Linked DNA regions of Drosophila melanogaster: region 2 is linked to region 1. The links are chromatin contacts, called in public Hi-C maps. All regions are on one chromosome and are shown on one strand. Each heading gives the region's core, a stretch centred on a gene start, on an enhancer-like site or on the middle of the called end of the contact. The rest is flanking DNA. Distances are from core to core; before and after follow the strand shown.

Evidence for each region. Hi-C and Micro-C count contacts between places; a contact is called where the count stands out from the background.
Region 2: a Hi-C map of the Kc167 cell line shows a contact between it and region 1, with 2.2 times the contacts expected there. The contact joins two enhancer-like sites. A contact is called at or near these places in 4 of 107 Hi-C or Micro-C datasets (the Kc167 cell line, the S2 cell line and wing imaginal disc).

Annotation. Positions count from the first base shown.
Region 1 is chr3R:27,616,854-27,620,206 of dm6, forward strand. The region is part of intron 2 of Tusp (tusp,); the gene reads left to right. Among named protein-coding and RNA genes, the nearest start is that of CG5612, 7.5 kb to the right of the region's middle. Within about 2 kb of position 1,753, at least 15 of the 39 cell types and tissues checked have an H3K27ac peak or open chromatin away from gene starts, as enhancers often do. A contact at or near this core is called in the Kc167 cell line, where this site is marked.
Region 2 is chr3R:27,749,468-27,752,613 of dm6, forward strand. No RefSeq gene overlaps it. Among named protein-coding and RNA genes, the nearest start is that of Ets98B, 15 kb to the left of the region's middle. Within about 2 kb of position 1,439, at least 3 of the 39 cell types and tissues checked have an H3K27ac peak or open chromatin away from gene starts, as enhancers often do. A contact at or near this core is called in the Kc167 cell line, where this site is marked.

The DNA.
Region 1 (3,353 bases), core at 503-3,002:
TTTCTTGTTACGCCTTTCAGCAATTTACGAGCGATAAGCAGACATTTTCCCCTCACACCAATCGCAAACAAATTCGAACCCCTTGGGGAGTTATCCTCATTTCCATTTCCTTCGCGCATAAATCATCTCAGCGAAAAAATGCGTATTAAAACAAGCGAGAAATATTTTGAAGTGATTTTTTAAGTACCATCCCACACCAAAAAGTAGTCCAGTTTTTTATGGCATCATAATATTTTAACAACTGCACCATTAATAGAATATTGATGATGAAGTGCGTCATCGCCAGCGTCGCTTGTTGATGTATTGGTTTTCTGTTTGCGAGCACTTCTAAAGAAAAAGGACCTTGCAAACAAAGAGTGGACTCCTTTTCAGTTACTCTAAGGGTTGAACAACTGTCGCGGGATTTTCGCATAAATTGACGCAGCAAATTGACATGCCAGCGGACAAGGAGCAAAAACTGAAAGCATAAAATGAAATTTAATAGCCTGGCCCACATGACACACATGTCGCCCTTTTCATGGGAAATCCCTGGGTTCAACATCGTAATTGCCTCTCTGGTGGATTGGGCTGTATGCTAAATCCATAACAAATGAAATCTAATGATAACTAAATGATGGAACGATAGAAGTGGAAATTTTGGGGAGAACGCTTTTCTTAAGAACTTGAATAGGTTTTCAAGCGACTGACATTCTAAATTGAACTCTTATTTAACTGTTTCGACTGGCCAATGTTATATATCAAGCCTAAAAAAGTAATGAATCTTTTATAGAGTTTAAGCCACATGCCCAAAAAAAATTCAGTGCGACCCAAGAGCCATTAAAAGTTTCAGCTGAATGTGGTAATATATGTATATTTTGCATATTTATGGCAAGCCCAGGAGTTTGGCGCATTTTTATGAACTCACCCGGTCTTGCTAAACTTTTAATAATGCAAAAAGAATAACAATTTCCACTCGAGCTGGATTTGAAGGCGCTCAGCGATGCTGAAGACGAAGCTCTGAAGATGATGGCTTTTAGCTGGAATGGTTCACTTAGCGTAATTAACTTGGCAACTGCTGATGAAGTCGACGAACGTTGGAATTAGTGGCAGTATCATCATTAGCAATTGCTCGAGGGTTTAACATCATTAATATTTGCCAGTGCCACTGACACTGGGCAAATCCTGTAAGCCAGGATCCCCCTACCGCTACCATGTGTTTCTGCTGACTTTTAATTACGCGCAGTAAAAAATAATTGAGTCCTTTTCAATCCCGGCGACAGTTGAGGGATCCCTGCGAGTCAGCTGAAAGCTGGTCACTGACCACAAAACCACTTGAATGGCCTTTGCAATGGACAGCCACTGGCTAATTATGTGCAGCAGACCATTATGCTCTCAGTCGCGCATTTTGTGCTGGCGCTGCGTGCTCTAAGTTAATTTCCACCGGATCAGGATAATGGCCCGCTTTTGCCACCTTTCCGCTTTTCCGCTCGAACTGTGTGCCCATGGAAAAGGGGTTTTGTGTGGCGCACAGCTGAAGAAGGTGGTTTAACACATGTACGCTACTAGAGATTCGTTTGTATAATACGTTGGTACAATTTAATTCATAGCTGGGTTTTCATTGTGTTAGCAGTACTTACCACTTTTCTATACAGATTTATAGCACAATAGAAGGGTTAAGTATACGGAAAATGAGTACCTCTACTACAACCAACTACACTTTTTCCCAGCCATCAGAAAGCTCCGGCATTTGCATTTTGCTCTTTAAAGCCTAACTTTTTGCCACCCCGAAAGTATGCAACGCAATGTGGGAAACTCATTTGCACACACACACACACAGAGAGAGAGATTTTCATCAGGGAACGGCGTGCTCACGCGTAATAAATGTATTACGTGCCTGCTTGTGGTAGTGACAAACCCCACCACCCCCATCCCATGCCATACCCCACCTTTCTAGGCTTATTTAAACAGGAACAGAAACCCCCGAAAAAAAACATCGCTATGCCCGGGAAAACATCCGCAGGCCTCTCTGTTTTGTTACGCTTGTTGAACAGGTGCCGATTACAAGTGCCAATTTTCGTAGCTGGGCGCGAGTTAATTGAAAACTTTTTAATTGTTTAGGCAGCGGCAACATCTCGAAACAGACTTGGCTTAGTTTCGCGTGCTGGCCCTGATTTACGACCAGGCTTCTGCCGGCGACAGTTTCAATTAGACAGCACTGTGGCCAAGGACGCAGTGGCTCGACGTGGGGGTTGGCGACGGGGCTTTCCCGATTGGCGCCGCTTTTCCTTTGAGTCGTGCTATTCCAAACCATCGACCCTCGGTCACAACCACATCCACATCCCACATCCTTTGCTGAAGGCGCGTCTGCACTTTCGATTGTTTGTTCTTGGCTCTGAAAACTGTAATTTAATGTGCCCACAATGCCTCCACACATGTCTTGAGCGATGACCCTGGGTACACACAGAAAATTGGGCACTTAAATCATACAAGAACGTTGAAAAAATGTTGGGAAATATGTAAAGCAACCAAATGGGCTATAGGACCTGACACGCAATTTTAGAACTTTTAGGAAAGCTGCGCAAAAGTATGCTACAACTTATGTAATCACGATTTTTGACACTATAGTACTCTTCAGAATGTCTATTAAAACCAAAATCGCTTGGCTTTGTTCTTTTAATTTACAATTTCTATGCTATATCGTTTTTCCAAGTGTCCAACTGCTCCATCATCCCCACTTGGCTCTTCACACTTGGCTGACGTTGTGGCTTTCAGTTGTGTCATTGATTGGTTTGTCTAGCATTTCGTTGTTTGTTTGTTTGTTTGTTTGCTCTGCCTTCGATCGAGTCCTTCGCCAGGAGCTGCGGTTTTTGTGTTTTGTGTTCGTGTTTTGCGTCCCTGCCACTTGCCCACACTGGTCGGCCACAAAAGACAGGCTCACAGCAATATTCACGTTTGGAGGAGCACTCGCAGCCACTCTCACCATGTCCAATTGTTGCATACGGATTCAATCAATCAATTATGCAACTGCCCGTCCATTGTTATTGCATAATTCTAGAGTGAGGCCAGTGACGTTGGCCAGAAAGGCAGAAACTAAAGTTGATTGTGGTCCCCAGGCTCGGAATTCGTTTGGAAGGCCTCTCGAATTTGCGGAGATTTTCGATTCTCAATTTTGCCGTAGGTACACTTTTCAAAACGAGAAAAATTCATTATATTCGATTGATTGCAATGCCTTGGGATAAGGACAATTCAGTATATAGGCATAAAGTTGAGATTTAACAATAAATATTTCACTTTGGACAGTGTTGTTCTTATGCGCTTTAATTTATTCCTTTTATTGTGTACACTGGGTGCATTTATGTTATATGAGAATGGAT
Region 2 (3,146 bases), core at 189-2,688, 130 kb after region 1:
CTACATATTTTGATAATTACGACTCGGCTGTCAATTGACCCGGCCCCGCCCAGTTAGTTAGCCCTTTTTTAAGCCTCGGCCCTTTTGAGCCCGTCAATTTACCGTTTAAAAATAGCCACCAGCCCACAGGACCCGCCCCAAAATCCTGGGCTCGTAAATGGAGACATTTTGCGCGCATTGTTGAGCTCGGGGCTCGAGTTTTCCGACGGCACCTTTAATTAGCATAATTGGTGACATTGAAGCGGGACGCGGGCGGTGCCATCAAAGCATTATGAATGTGCTCAAAAGCCAAGCCGCAGTGGCATAAAAATATTCGCTGCTAATTAAATGTCGGGCCTAATCAATTATGAACTCAACCCCCATTCCGCTGGCCAGCGAGTGGGAAAAACTGCGAGGCAGATGAGCAGTCGAAACGGAAAAGGAAATGCCCAAGTTAAGGTTTAAATTTTACATTAGACTAATTCAGGACGTAAATTGCCGGGTGTCTGGGCTGCATACCAAAGTCCAAGGATCCTCATGCTCAGCAGCCCCGCACTCGGGTAAGTGAAAATTCAATTTAAATTGATGTCGACTGGCTTGGGAAGGAGTGTATCTGCCATTTAAGTTAAGTACCTTGGCCACATACTCACCCACCCACCAGCTCACCAACTCACGGGCTGACCAGCTCTCAGCTCACCATCTCGCATGTGGCGAAGGTAAAATGGCTAACAAGTGGCCGGGCATTTGGGTCCTGTGGCCACAGGACTGCCCATGACTGCGAAATCAGCGTCGGCAGCCGCCATTCGCCAGCCGCCAAAACAGCAACATTTTTAAAAATTCATAAAAAGGCCATAGTCAGAGGCAGACACCGAGCTGAGCCAGCTTTGGTGTTCGTTTGGTTGCGGTTGTGTTGTTGGCCTGGTACCTTCATTTTTCAAGTGTGTTTCAATTTTGCACTTGCCACCCCAAGGAAGCCCACCTTCGTGGCAACCGCCTGTCGGTGGTAATGAAATTACAATTTTTATAGGCCGGGCCATGAAAAATAAATGAGACTTAAGCACATTGCCAGGCACTGACTAAACTGCTTGCCCAGGCTGGCCACGATGGAAGCTCGATACATATTCGTGGGCCATTCAACAAGTCCGCATCCGCATCCGCATCTGAATCCGCTTGTGCCCTTCGCACGGCCTACGCACGGACATAAATATCCTGGCTCGAATGGTCAGCGGCAATCCCAGTTCGGATCAAACGAAAACTAAAGTCGGAACCTTTTTCTGGGGCGGAGGTATCTCTGCATCCCGGTGAGTGGACCGTGCCCAGACTGGGTTGAATTTCAATTAACTTAAAAAAGTTTTCAGCTTGCCAGGGAAAATCGTTTTCGCTGGGTCCTGGCGGTCCTGGTCCCTTTTAACAATTTCCCTGCTCTCCACTCAAGCGAAATTTATGCTGCAAGCAAATCGTTGCCTACTTTGAAGCGCAAGCCAATCGAGAGCTACGTCGGCCGCATTTAGTTTAGTTAAGTGCATTTGATTTGGCATCCAATTGCCCTGGGGTCGGATTAGCAGCATGGAATTGCAATTTATTGAATTATCCCGGAGAGCAAGAAGGTGGGCGAGCGAAATGCCAGGGACAATAATCGCATTATGCGGCCAGAGCAGTTCATTACGCACACACTGGCATATTTGGACACTGGTCAAGTGGTGCCGATGACCCCGATTCGCCATCGCATTTTGGGCACAACGAATTCCTTTCGTGGTCCCAGACACGTCGCAATGTTGGGCGTTTTTAATTAGTTGTGTCGCCTGACTGTTCCGATTCGAACTCACCCGGCATTTAATTTAATCACGCGCTATGTGCTATGTGCTATATTCCATATATGTTATATGCTGTATGCTGTACCCCGTATACTGTATGCGTCAAATATTTGAGCAGTGGAAATTGCGTATGCGCCATGTGGGCCGCCAAAGGACTGAGAGGCTGGGAAATCATTGTCTGACGACCTCGGCTCCTGCGGGATCCTGGCTGGCTGGCTGGCAAATGTGTTGACGCATTTTACAATACACACTGGGACCAACATGGTGTGTGCGTAATTATGAATTCCATAATCATTTCGTTAATATGCGCAGCACGCAGGATAAATTGCAGGCAAGGCAAGTAACTGGCGAAGGCCTCCGGAGTCGCAGGCGCGCTTATCCTGCGGGGAATTAAAAATAATTTGGGTCGTTTTGGTGTTATGTATCCCATTTCACCAGGCCTTACCCCATTCGCAATACCCATTCCGAGGACCTTGCTCCTCGAGCATCTGCCGTTTGTTGTTTGCCATTTGGCGTTTTGGCATGGCAGGTGTTGTTCGCCTGCCTTACAGTACTCCCCGGTGTGCGTGTGTTGATTATGGCTTAATTTTTAGTAATTATATTAACATGATTAAATTTGTTTTGATTTCGCTGCCTCTGCGGGGTGATAAAAATTAAGCAAACTGCCCTACCGCGGGGCGATCAAATAGAATTAACCGATATTGGAAATTCAGTTGAAGCCTAATTAGAGCGAGTAATCCAATATTAGCCTGCGAACACAGCGGTCGGCATTAGTAGAGCAATATTTGGCTTCCGACGGGCATTTCCCAATACCAACATACAATGCAAATCCACAGCAGAATCACCCGGGGAAATTATTTTAATAAACCAAAGGCGCCCCTGCCCCTGAATCGTGGAATATGTGTTCTATGCTCCGATGTTGCGGGGAATGGGCGTTCGTGCTTTGTTATTAATTAAAAACGCACATGTGAAACTCATTAAGTGCGCACAATTCGCAAATTCATTTTTATTTTCATTGACTCGCCCATACCTGCGATTATGCCAAGTAGCTAACGGTGTGTTGCCGCCCATTAAGGAACAGCCAGCGGCCAATAGACGATGACAGGGGTTTTTTTTCGCGGTGGGGTTTTGGGGGGCACTTGCAGCTCTCCAATGGCCGTTGAATTAAAAATAAATCTGAAATTATGCAATTAAATGCGCACGTTCCGCAACTAAATCGCTGAACACAAAGAAACACAAACGGTTGGCAATAAAAACGTCGCATAGAACAAAATGTTGTTTAAAGTTATTATGCAACAGAAAATGCGTCATCAGAATATTTAAATTTTATAGTTAAGAAGCAGAAGCATATTC